3 separate regions of the Mus musculus genome follow, and all the other regions are linked to region 3. Evidence: chromatin contacts called from public Hi-C and promoter capture Hi-C data. All regions are on one chromosome and are shown on one strand. Each heading gives the region's core, a stretch centred on a gene start, on an enhancer-like site or on the middle of the called end of the contact. The rest is flanking DNA. Distances are from core to core; before and after follow the strand shown.

What was found. Promoter capture Hi-C pulls out the DNA fragments that hold promoters and counts their contacts. A called contact is a pair of places that touch in the nucleus more often than the background predicts.
Region 1: a promoter capture Hi-C map of pre-B cells shows a contact between it and region 3, with 3 times the contacts expected there. The contact joins the promoter of Cd36 here to the promoter of Phtf2 in region 3. A contact is called at or near these places in 1 of 39 promoter capture datasets (pre-B cells) and 1 of 484 Hi-C or Micro-C datasets (B cells).
Region 2: a contact with region 3 is called in a Hi-C map of CD8 T cells, with 13 times the contacts expected there. The contact joins the promoter of 4831440E17Rik here to the promoter of Phtf2 in region 3. A contact is called at or near these places in 1 of 39 promoter capture datasets (cranial neural crest) and 1 of 484 Hi-C or Micro-C datasets (CD8 T cells).

Annotation. Positions count from the first base shown.
Region 1 is chr5:17,834,390-17,838,341 of GRCm38.p6, reverse strand. It overlaps Cd36 (CD36 molecule), which reads left to right and starts at 2,446. Exons shown (of 15, transcript NM_007643.4): 1 at 2,446-2,724.
Region 2 is chr5:25,497,964-25,501,701 of GRCm38.p6, reverse strand. It overlaps 4831440E17Rik (RIKEN cDNA 4831440E17 gene), which reads right to left and starts at 1,905. Exons shown (of 1, transcript NR_030700.1): 1 at 1-1,905. It overlaps Kmt2c (lysine (K)-specific methyltransferase 2C), which reads left to right and starts at 2,919. Exons shown (of 59, transcript NM_001081383.2): 1 at 2,919-3,312. The coding sequence starts at 3,152.
Region 3 is chr5:20,880,769-20,884,653 of GRCm38.p6, reverse strand. It overlaps Phtf2 (putative homeodomain transcription factor 2), which reads left to right and starts at 2,530. Exons shown (of 18, transcript NM_172992.3): 1 at 2,530-2,698. Tmem60 (transmembrane protein 60) reads right to left here and starts at 2,201. Exons shown (of 2, transcript NM_177601.3): 1 at 1,999-2,201.

The DNA.
Region 1 (3,952 bases), core at 1,197-3,696, 3.0 Mb after region 3:
CTACTCATGTTACCATGCCAAGGAGACTTCCCAAAGAATCGAAGCTCAGTTGACTTATGGCCATTGATGTCCTATCCTACCATTCATTATCTGTTTATTTATGGCTGGAACTGATATCTATAAGGCTAGGGGAACTTCCTGAGGAACGTATTGGCTCAAAATACTGAATCAAGTGATATTTAAGGATGAAAACCTGGGTCTGGTGAGATAGCTCAGTCAGTGAAGCATTTGAAGATGACAGCCCTGTACTCAGAATCCATGTGAAAAGGTGAGGTTTCTAGTCTTAGTGCTGGGGAGATGAGATAGGCATATACCTGGAGCTTATGGCCAGACATCCTCGCATAGTCACTGAGTCCCTGATGCTAGTAAAGACCTTGTCTCATAAAACAACAAAAAAGAAGTAGATAGCATACAGAGGAATAACACCTACAGTTGTACTCTCTCCTCCACATACATGTGTGTATATCAACACATGTATTCACCTGTACTGATGCACATACATGATTACACATATATGTATATACCTTCTCTCTATATACACATACATAAAAAGCAACCCAACTCTTTACTCTTAAATGATCATAGCATACACTGCCTTAGTGCTCAAGTTGTTATTTAGCTGCATATGTAGCAGAGGATGGCCTAGTCAGCCATTGATGGGATGAGAGGCCCTTGGTCTTGCAAAGAATCTATGCCCCAGTATAGGGAAATGTCAGGGCCAGGAAGTGAGAGTGGTTGGGTGGGTGAGCAGGAGGAGGGGAAGGGTATAGGGGATTTTTGGGGAGGAAACTAGGAAAGGGGATAGCATTTGAAATGTAAATGAAGAAAATATCAAATAATAATAAAAAAAGATTACAAAAAATTCATGTTGTGGATTCAATTCCATGGTGTGCCTTTTGCATCTTGAATAGCAAGAGCTGTTGGCTATGAGGTTGGACAACATCTACCAGTGGTCTTAGTGAATGTAAATTTGGTGTTTTGGCATGTACAGTGGAAGATGTAACATTTTACTCTCCAGAGAAAGTCAGAAGATACATATGACATTAGTGTGACTAATAATCAGTCAAGTGAATGCAATGTTCATGTGCACATCTATTTGCAGGAAATATCGTTTTCTGTTAGTGCCCCTATCTTCCTAAATTTGTATTGATCTTCCCAATGTTGTTAAATATTCTCTTTATGACTTAACTTTATCTGTACTTGTGTTGGAAACCTAGCTCTAGATGGCTGTGTTGGTATTTATATGCATGAGAATTAAATCTGAGGGAAAAAAAGTATTTATATCAAAAAGATTGAAGTCCATAATACATTTGTAGAAAATTCACAATCCTGGTTAAAATATTTCTTAAGGTATTCTTTTTCTTTCCTTGTCATATCATGCAATGTAGATACATTTTTCACAGTTTTAAGGTTTCCTTTCCTATAAGTAACTCGTTCAATATGAAACGCATAAGTAACTTATATTGAGGGTTTACAAGATGGTGTCATCACTTTTCCCACTGAAATCAAAGTCAAAACCCCTATAACCCTGAAGTATGTTAATGACCTTTTGGTAGTAGTTAAATAAATATATTGGTGTTATCCCCTGGGAAACCTCATGAGGCTAAGAAGGAGTTTCAGATGTTCTCCAGTCATTTTTCACCCCTGTAAGTGAGAGGGAGATCTGCCAGGGTCACACACCAATGGCAGGCACAATGTAAGACCAAGGAATGGCTTATCCCTGAGCTTATGAGCTAAATATATTCTTGCCCGTGACTCTTAGTTGCTTCATTTCAGGAGCGACCTGGAGACGATTTTCTAGTGAGCTTGCCAGCTTTTGGCCGTGATAACCTTATGAGGGTTTTGCCTGTCTGCTAGTGGATTTTTTGTGAGAATATTCTTCCCATTGTAGATCTAGAATGGCTGAGGTTGATGACATGCTATGCTCAGTAGTATTAGAGTTGTTTGGTACTTGTGCTTTCTATTTTGGATGAATATATTTAGGCTATTTTTTTTATAAGCATATCACCATCCTCTTGAAATTTCAGCTAAATTAACAACAAAAAATGACAAATAGTTAAGAACTTCCATCTAGAACAATGGGCCATTTCCTTTTGTAAAATTTGTTTGTCATCCCTGTTGATTGACAAGAGTTTCCAATTGTTTTCCAAATTATGAATCTGAAAGTCTTCAGGTTCATGCTAGGTAGTATAGAAAAACACTCTTCTCTGCACTTTATGACCTGAGATTTTCAGGCTTTGTTGGGACAGACCAATCAGTTCCCTAATTTACTTCCCCCTTGCTGCTACACTCCAGCATCTGGAATAACAATTACAATGGAAAACAAAGTATAGAAGGGGCGGCTCAAATCAGGGGCGGCTCAAATCAGTTCCGTTGGTTCTCTGGCCTCTGACTTACTTGGATGGGAACATGGCCAAAAAAAAAAAAAAAAGACTGCTGAGTATTTCAAATGTAGGTGATGGGTCTTCACCAGAAATAGACCCTTGTGAGCTTAACTAGCAGTGAAGTGTGACTTTTTTCTTTCTCTTCTTTTTTTCAATTCCCTTGGCAACCAACCACAAATTAGCATCTGACATTGAATTTTTTAAAGCTCGTTTCAACTCTCACACACATAAGTAGTGAGGAATTCAGGGTAGGGGTTTTCTACTGAGGACTTTTTCTTCTTCACAGCTGCCTTCTGAAATGTGTGGAGCAACTGGTGGATGGTTTCCTAGCCTTTCAAAGGTAAGTTATATGGGATTTTCCCTTTACATTAAAAAAAGAAAGAAAGAAAAATTTGTCTGCCTTTACACTGAGAGGAGATAATAGCATTTTAAAACACTTACTATGAAAAATGTCAAATGAAGAATAAATAAATCCATTGTTTTCTTACAGTCTTTAGGCTTTATTGAATGCTTATATGTTATTTACAGATCTACCTATATTTTTGCTGGATAGTATTAAAATATTGTTCAGTGACAAGTGATATTTTAGTTTATGATTTTTGATATCATGTATATTTTCAACACTCCTTTGTCAATATTTAAAATGATTTATAGGCCAATTTGGGTTTTATTCAAAACTTCTCTATTTAAACATGATTTTTACTTTAAAATATAAGAACATTTTTCAAGAGTGTTGATACAGTGAGATTAGTATATAAACAACTTGTAAATCTTATAGAGCACTCTGTCTTGAATGCAATTTGTTAACTATTTGCTGTTGTTCAGTGTCATTAGCTTGTTGAAGTTTCAGTGGACAATTTGTGGTGAACTTGATTATTTTCTCCACAGTTAGGAGTAAGGCAGGAATTACATATACATTTACTGAGCACTTTTCTCTAATGAACAAAAATATTTTACTTCCCAAAAGGAGTGGGTAATTTCAAATAATTACTTTAAATTTAATTAATGTGTATCAGTATACTACTTAAATGTAAAAATGAAAGAAAATTAATGCCTTTGAAAATTAAAAAAATCATTTCAAATACTAGTAAGTTATTTCCCTAAATCATAATTTTGGGTTTAAAGAATAGATAACACATTTTAGAAAAAAATTAACTACCTAATTATTAACTATTATTGTTATTAACTAAGTAACTATAAATGGCATAATTTTTAATAATAAATTTGAAATGTTTCTAAAGATGTAAGGATCCAAGACTTTCCAGTCCTTTCATAAATAATTTTAAGTTGGCAATGTCTTTTGAAAGTCTAAGAGATCCTTGCTGTACATACTACTTTGTAAATAAGTAAAAATAAAATCCTCAAGAAATTTTACTAGTTGATTTTCCAAGAGTCTTTTAGAGTATATAAATGAACAATGTAGAAAACCCTTTCCACTAAAATCATTATTGAACCAGAACAATAAACCAAATTTAGATTAACAGATAACAGGCTGGCCTGGAGAAAATATTAAAGTTAACAATGGGTGGGGTATTTGTACAGAGTGTACTGAAAAGTTTGGAATTAAT
Region 2 (3,738 bases), core at 656-3,155, 4.6 Mb before region 3:
ACAGGTGCAACAGCAGCAGAAAGATTCCTTCAGAACTGGTGTCATAGGTAACTGTGAACTGCCTTATCTGGATTCTAGGAATGGAACCCAGGTCCTCTGCACCAGCAGTACAGGATCTTAAGGGCTGAGCCATCTCTTCAGTCTTTGTATTATTATTTTTGAGATAGGGTGCTATGCATTTCCTAGGCTGGCTTCCATTCCACTACAGAGTGAGAAATGTCTTTGAACTACTACTCATCCTCCTGCTTCCTCCTCCCAAGTACTGGGTTATAGGGTTGTATCATCAAGCCCATTTGATTTTGAGCTATATTTTACAATTTTTTATTAAGTTCTATCATCTCTTAATTTATGAATTACATGAATAACTACACACCTGAAGCCAAGTATCATAAGTTTCATTATGTATAGCCCTAATTTTTTTTTTTTTTGAAAGACAGGGTCTCACTATGTAGTCTTGGTTGGGTTGTCTTATGCAGACCATGCTGTCCCCAAACTCATAGAGATCCATCTGCCTGTCTTTCTAGTCCTGGTATTAAAGGTATGGGCCACTATACCTGGTTCCATGCCCATTCCTCTATTTTAACCATAGCAACAATAATATAACGTTTAATTTTTTTAGATGAATACTTTTCTTATTCTAGTATCAAAAGAAAAAGGCTTTATTTTAAAAGTTTATATTTAAAAGCCAGGTCCAGGGGCTGGAGAGCTGGCTTAGCGATTCAGAGCACTGTTCTTGCAGGAAACTGGAGTTGATTTCCAGTGCCCACATGGCAGCTCACAATTGCCTGTAACCTCAATCTAGGGGACTGAACACCTTCTGGCCTTCTCAGGTATCTCCACGTACATGGTGTACATAAACTCATGCGGACACGAATACAAACAAAAAACATTTCTTAAAAAAAATCTTTAAAAACGATTCCGTCTAGGGATAAAACTCAGTGGTGGAGTGTTAGCTTAGCTGTGTGTGCAGTTCTGGGTTCAATATACCACAACGACAAGTAATTTAATTTGTCTAGAAACCCCAATTTCCTCTCTCCTTTTAATTTGTAGCTTACCTTTCATATGGCAGCTTTCTTCCCTGCTCCAAGCTTCCTTTGACTGTACATATAATAAAGCTGAAAAGGCCTGCAAGGGATTAAACTTGCAATCAATTCAAATGATTCAACGATTCAACTTTAGCCACTGCAAATAAACAAACAAACAAATGATTACAGCTATAATATGCACTAGACGATCAAAGTTTGATCCAGATGCGAAGCCCAGTTCAATGTTAATAGCCTGGCTATTGGGTGGCAGGAAGGTGAACAGGACCTCTAGAAACAAGTGTATTCTTTTTGCCCAGCATTGAAACTGTTGAGAATGGAAAGAACTGATCGCAAAGTGCGCTCGGATTCCAGGCTCCGAGCAGCTCAGCGCCTGACAGGCTACTCTAAGCCTTCCACGCCGCTCCACAGATCCGTTTTCCCATCTCTACTATTTCTCACTCCTACAAGGCAATCCATAGTGCAAACGAAACGCGGCGTCCTGGGCAATTCTGGCCCCATTTTTAACGAATCGTTTTTTTTTTTTTAATGGGAAACAGCTTAGCAGTATTTCCATTTTTAAATCTTGAGCACACACAACGTTCACGCTGATGCATTTCTCTCGGTGTAGAGACATTTTTTTCCCACTCAACCTGTCCGCTTGGTTTTTTGTACGGCAGCCTCCGGTCTCACGGTGTTTAAAACATGACGTCGGACGGAGAAACTACAGCTGGAGTTAGGATCTAACGTTGTCCTGCCACGGTTGCGCCGCACTAGGGAAGCCTACGTGGGACTCCGCCAGGCCTGGAGCGGCCCACGCCCGCAGGGGGTCGCGGACGCACGTGCGCGCACCGCACGCGGGTGCACGCTCCGGAGTGTTTACATCGATCCCTCCCCCCTCCTCCGGCCGGGCTGGACCCTGATCCCGGATGCCCGGTCCGCAGCTTAGCGCCCGCCAGAGCCCGAGTTGCAGCCACCGCCGCGTCAGAGCGGGCGGGGGAGGGGCGGTGAGGTCAGCGGCGGCGGCCGGGTAGCGCGGGGCGCATGCGCGGACTCAGCCCCGTGAGTGGCAGCAGCGCGCTGGGGGCGGGGGCGGGAGGCGCCTGTGTGTGGGCGAGCCGGCGGCGAGTTTGAGAGGTCTGTGGTGCGGGTCGCCCCGGGGGACCCGGGTGCAGGCCTCGCGCGACGGCCACTGCCGTGTGCGTGTGTTGTTTGTGTGGTGAACGCACAGCCGCAAAACTTCCTCCTTTGCTGCCCCCAGAGAGAGAGCGGGCGTGGGGGAGCGTTCGCGAGCGAGCGAGAGGGATCCCAGCGTGAGGGAGCCAAGCTTGATGGGGCCGAAAGCTAGCGTGAGGGAGCGATCCTGAGCGTGAGGCAGCAAAGCGCCGGCCGGAGAGCGGGCAAACGATAGGGAAGAGCGAGAGCTAGCCGTGCGTTGAACCGAGCGTGAGGGAGCTAGCCACAGGGAACGCCGTGAGCGAGCAGTGTGTGAGGGAGCGATCGCCAGCGCGCGACCGAGGGGCCGGCGCTCGCACCACCCCGGAACCCACCACAACAACTGGAGCAGCTGTCAAAACTTCGCCGCGGCGTGGGCCTGACGGGCTGACGGCGCGGGGGAGGGGTGGCTGGCCCCGCCCCGGCCCGGCCCGGCCCGCCGCCCCCCTCCGCGGCCCTTTCTCCTCCCGCCGCGGGCGGCCTGGGGGAGGGGCCGGGCGGAGACCCCTGCGGCCGCCCCCGGCCCGCGCCCCTCGCGTCGCGCCCCGCCCCGCCCCGCTCGGCGCCGCCCTCCGGCCCGGCCCCGCCGGCCCCAGCCTTGGCCGCGGCGCCCCGCCCCGCGCGGCCGGCCCCGCCCGCCCCGCCCGCTTGCCCGCCGCCCCCCGCCGGCCCCTGCGCGCCGAGTGCGCGCGCCCGCGCCGATGTGTGTGAGTGCGTGTCCTGCTAGCTCCATGTTGCCGCCTCTCCCGGTACCTGCTGCTGCTGCTGCTGCTCCCGGGGCTGCGGGAAATGCGAGAGGCTGAGCCGGGGAGGAGCAACTCGAGCAGCAGCAGCGGCGGCGGCTGCGGCCGCTGCGGCGGGAGGAGCCCCCCAGGAGGAGGACGGGGATCCATGTGTCTTTCCTGGTGACTAGGATGTCGTCGGAGGAGGACCGGAGCGCGGAGCAGCAGCAGCCGCCGCCAGCACCCCCCGAGGAGCCCGGAGCCCCGGCCCCGAGCCCCGCAGCCGCAGACAAAAGACCTCGGGGCCGGCCTCGCAAAGATGGCGCTTCCCCTTTCCAGAGAGCCAGAAAGAAGTAAGTTGAGCGCGAGGGAGCCAGGCGGGCGGCCAGCGGCGGCGCGGCCCGGAGCTGTCAGGCCCCCGGCCCGGTGGGGGCGGGGCGGCCCAGGCGCGGCCCGGTTCGGCGGCGCCCGCGCAGGTCCCGCCGGCCGCGCCGCGCACTTTACTTTGGAGTTCGGCCTCGCTTCTGGGAGAACCGCCCGGCGGCTTCCCCAGGGCCTAGCCCGGCGTCCGCACACGCCCCGCCGAGCACGCCCAGCTTGCTGCCGGCCCGGCCTCTCGGAGCCACAAAGCTGTGGGCGCCAGGGACGGAGCTGTCAAACGCCGCGGCCGGGTGGTCCGGGTGCGGCGGCCGGCGCTCTTTGTCAGCTCGCGGCTCCTTTAACTTTTCTTGCTCCCAGACCGGTGCTTTTGCTTCTTAATGATACATTAGGAAGCCATT
Region 3 (3,885 bases), core at 1,281-3,780:
TCTACTTTCAGTTGGGAATTCATTAACTTATACCTTAGCTTAAGGTATAAAGATGTATCTAATCTTCATGTATGGATTTACATTTCAAGATTTTTTTTTAATCGAAGCCTTGCGACCTTTAAGTGGAAGGGCAGATACAATGGGAATCAGAAGGCAAACTACATGCAGTGGAGTAAGGCAGCTTACTCAACAGAGGGCAAGGAAATGGCAAAAGCTGAGTAACATTTTATTCCTCTGATCACGTGGTCATGAGAGTGTGAGAGGCACAAGTAGGAAAATTTCCTTCTCTCCTTCCACCACCCAGGTCCTGGGGACTGAGCTCAGGCCATGGGCCTGGGTGGCAAGTGCAGCATTTACCTGCTCTTACCATCCCAAGAACAACTAAGTAGGAAAGTAATCTCCATGACAAAGCCACTGGCAAAAGACAGAGTGAAGACAGGCACACAGGAGAGAAGGGAAAGGTCACCAGGGGGAGAGGTAAACAAAAGGTGAGAGTGATGCAGGAGAAGCAGGGACAGACAAGAAGAGCTGTGGTCAATCTATTGCTAAAGTCTGCACATCTCGAGGATGCTAATCTTGGTAAACACACACCTGTTGAACTTTAGCAGTTGGATGCTGATGTCCTAGCACCTTCTCACTCTCAACTATTAGCAGTTTGTTTAGTTTGCAAATGCTTTGGACTGCAGGGATTTGGCAGACAGAGCTCTGCCTACATAGCCTGGCCAGCCTAGAACTTTGCTTACATAGACCAGCCTGGCCTTGAACTCTATCTAAAGAGCTACCTGACTTGACTCTGCTAGGACTTAAAGGCACAGGGGTATAAGGAACTGCTCACATTAGGTTAAGTCACGGAAGGCAATTTTCTGTACCAGTCTTTTACAAAAAATAGAATATAATGGAATGAGATTAAGTTTGGAAGCAGAGGTGGAGATGTGGGCAGACTGCTTAATTAACTGTGTGTTTTTAATCCTGTGAATTATGTTTGCTCAGTCCTAACCTCTGATTTGGTCAATTTAAAGAACCTTTAACAAAGTTTTGTGATTATTAATATCCTTAAACACAACTTTTCTATATGGTACAGGATAATACAAACTTTTTTCTCCCCCATCCCCACCCCCTTCAGGAACAAGTGCCAAGTCGAGTGCAATGACTATAGGCATTTTAGGACAAGAGGTGAAAGGAGGCCAGGGCCTAAGCTTATTGCGGTTACAAGTTTATAATTGTGGGTGGAAACAAAACTCGGTTGTAGAAAAGTATTCTCAACAATGGAGATGACCTTCCTGACATTTAACTGACGTTTAAGGATTACATACGCTGAACTACAGTGGTAATACAAGGTTCCAATTTTACAAAGACATACTGTTTTAATAGAATTTATTTGGTTTTTACCACCATTTTCTCTCTATGTGTTGGTCCAAGGCTAAGATTTGCTCAATAGATATTTCTCACTTAAGGTGGTTATATCTGTACACAGAAGGTGTTTTTTTGTTTTTGTTTTTTTTTGCCCGTATGATTCCGGATCCATTGTTGAAACCTTCAGAGTTTCTTTCCCCACACATGGAAATACACACCTGCATCTAGTAATTAGTTGTGCGTAGTAGACTCATCCAAGGTCCTTCCCATACCATTCCATTTCCCTTCTCCCGCTACTCTTAATACTTATAAATGAACTCTCCTTACCCGAAGACAGCTCTGTTTAACCAGCTCACAATTTCCTTCTCAAAATAAGTGGCCTCGCTGCTTACAACTTGGTTGACTTTAGGGCTCATCTGCCCTGGAACGTGAGGATCCTGCTAAACTATCCTGGTCTTTGGTTTGGAAATGCCCATGGTGGTTTCGCGGGAATATCTGGACTCTCCCAAACTCATGCTGGAATTTAATGCGTTTTTTGCAAGACGCATCCCATAGCCGTCGTGCAAACGCGCCCGCACGCAGCATGAAGGGGTGAGGTCACCCGGAGGCAGCACGGACAGGACAAGGGCCGAGCTCCCGACTCACCTGGTAGAGCGGCTGGCCGGAGAGCCGAGAGGGCAGCGAAGGTCGGGAAATCCGCCAGTTTGGATCCTAATCCTCTTCCACACTTTTCCCCCCATTAAATTCTTAGGCCCTCACATGATAATTAAGGAGAAGACATAGTTCCGCCTCTCCAAACAGCCGCAGCTGAGGCCCTCCGCACCTCAAGGTTCCGCCCACATCCGGGGCTGTTCCCGCCGCCCTTGGCCTATCCCGGAGAGCAGAGCGAACGGCGTTCGGCGCTCACGGGCCCGTTTTTCTTGTTTATTGGTTCATTTGGCCGCCAGTAACTGACTGCCCTCCGTTTTAGAGCGATAAAAAAGGGAGGCAATGACCGCGCCCCCTGGGCCCGCCCCTTAGTCCTATAGGTTGGTAGAAAAGTCAGTTTTCCGATCACGCCCGCCGTCGGGCCCGCCCTCGCTCGCCGGGACCCTCCCACCCCTCTCGCCCGGTCCCGTAACCTGCGGGCTGCGGCGCAGACTCCGTGGTCATGCGAGGAGCCGCGGAGGAGGCGGGGCGTCCCGGGAGGCGGAGCGCGGTGCGGGCGGCGCGAGCGGCGCGAGGGTGGAGGCAGCGCGCCGCCGGCGGCGGGGCTGTAGCTCTTTGGGCTCCAGCGGCGGCACTAGCCTTCGCGACTCTGCGCGTCTCCTAGCCGCTTCCCAGCGGCGCGGCGCCGGCGGCTACGGTAGGCGCCACAGCTCCATGCTCGGCGGGCCATGTGGAGGTCGCCGCACTCTGACAGGATCCCAGGGCTGTGCGGACCGGGCGGCGGAGCGGCGGGCGGGATGGGGGCGCGGGCTTCGTGGTCGCCGTGGCGCCCCCTGCCACGGGCACCTGCGGGCCCCGCTCGGCCGCGGCCCCCTCCCTTCGCCGGGGCGCGGCGGCTGCGGGCCGGAGCTCGGCGCGGTGTGGGCGCGCGCGCCCCTGCGCTCCTCTGGCTTGGGGTCGCGCGGTCCCCAGAGGGCGTGTGGGGGCGGCGGGTGGCCGGGCCGGGGCCCACGCGAGGTCCTCTAGCGGCCCGAGGCGCGCGCGGGCTCGCGGAGCGGTCGCCCTGCGTGCAGGCACTGCCCGCGCGGAAGGGCAGCTGCTGCTCCCGCAGCTCCGGCGCACGGGAGTTGCGGCTCCTACAGCGACCGCGGAGGGGCGGCTACCCGAGTCTCGCGCGTGGGCCTTGGCAGGGCATTTCAGGTCTGCAAACAATGCAGTGGTCCATAGGCATGCTTCACCTTGTTTCCGCCTCGTGTTGACAGCCAGCGTTCTAGTATTGTTCTGGTATTGTGCTTTCTAACTCATCACTGCCTTGTTAAACTTCAGGAATCATTTTGTTAACCATTTTATTTTTGTCCGGAGAACACCTGGGGACTGTATTAACATGTGCTACTGGGAAAGTACAATGTGGAGCAATTAATCTTCCTTGTGGGTTTTACATACTTGGGTGTATGTAAATTAGGTATGCAATTTACAATTGTTTTGTCAGTGGTAGACGTTGCTTACTTTGATGTTACTTTACGTGTAATACTTTAGTAATTTTTTATTGCTTTCATCAAACATTTTTAAGCGTTTCTTGCCTTTTTTCTTTTTCCGAGTCTTTGATTTTAAGTGATTATGAATTTGCTAGGTACTTTTGTAAATCGTTTTTCCTAACACTGGACTTCCACGTGCACTTTAGCTCAAGTCCTAACTTAGGTTTGGTGTACAGGCTATAGATTAAAAGGGAAAGAAACGGGTGTTTCTGTGAGTTTTATGATTCAGACTCTAGACCCCAGAGGAAAGAAATCAGGAGGTCCGGGTAGACTGAGCCATGTCTGGAACCAGAAAACAAGGTGGTTCCAGGAAATTTCTTAAGTTTTTCCCTCTTTGGAAGTAGTCTGC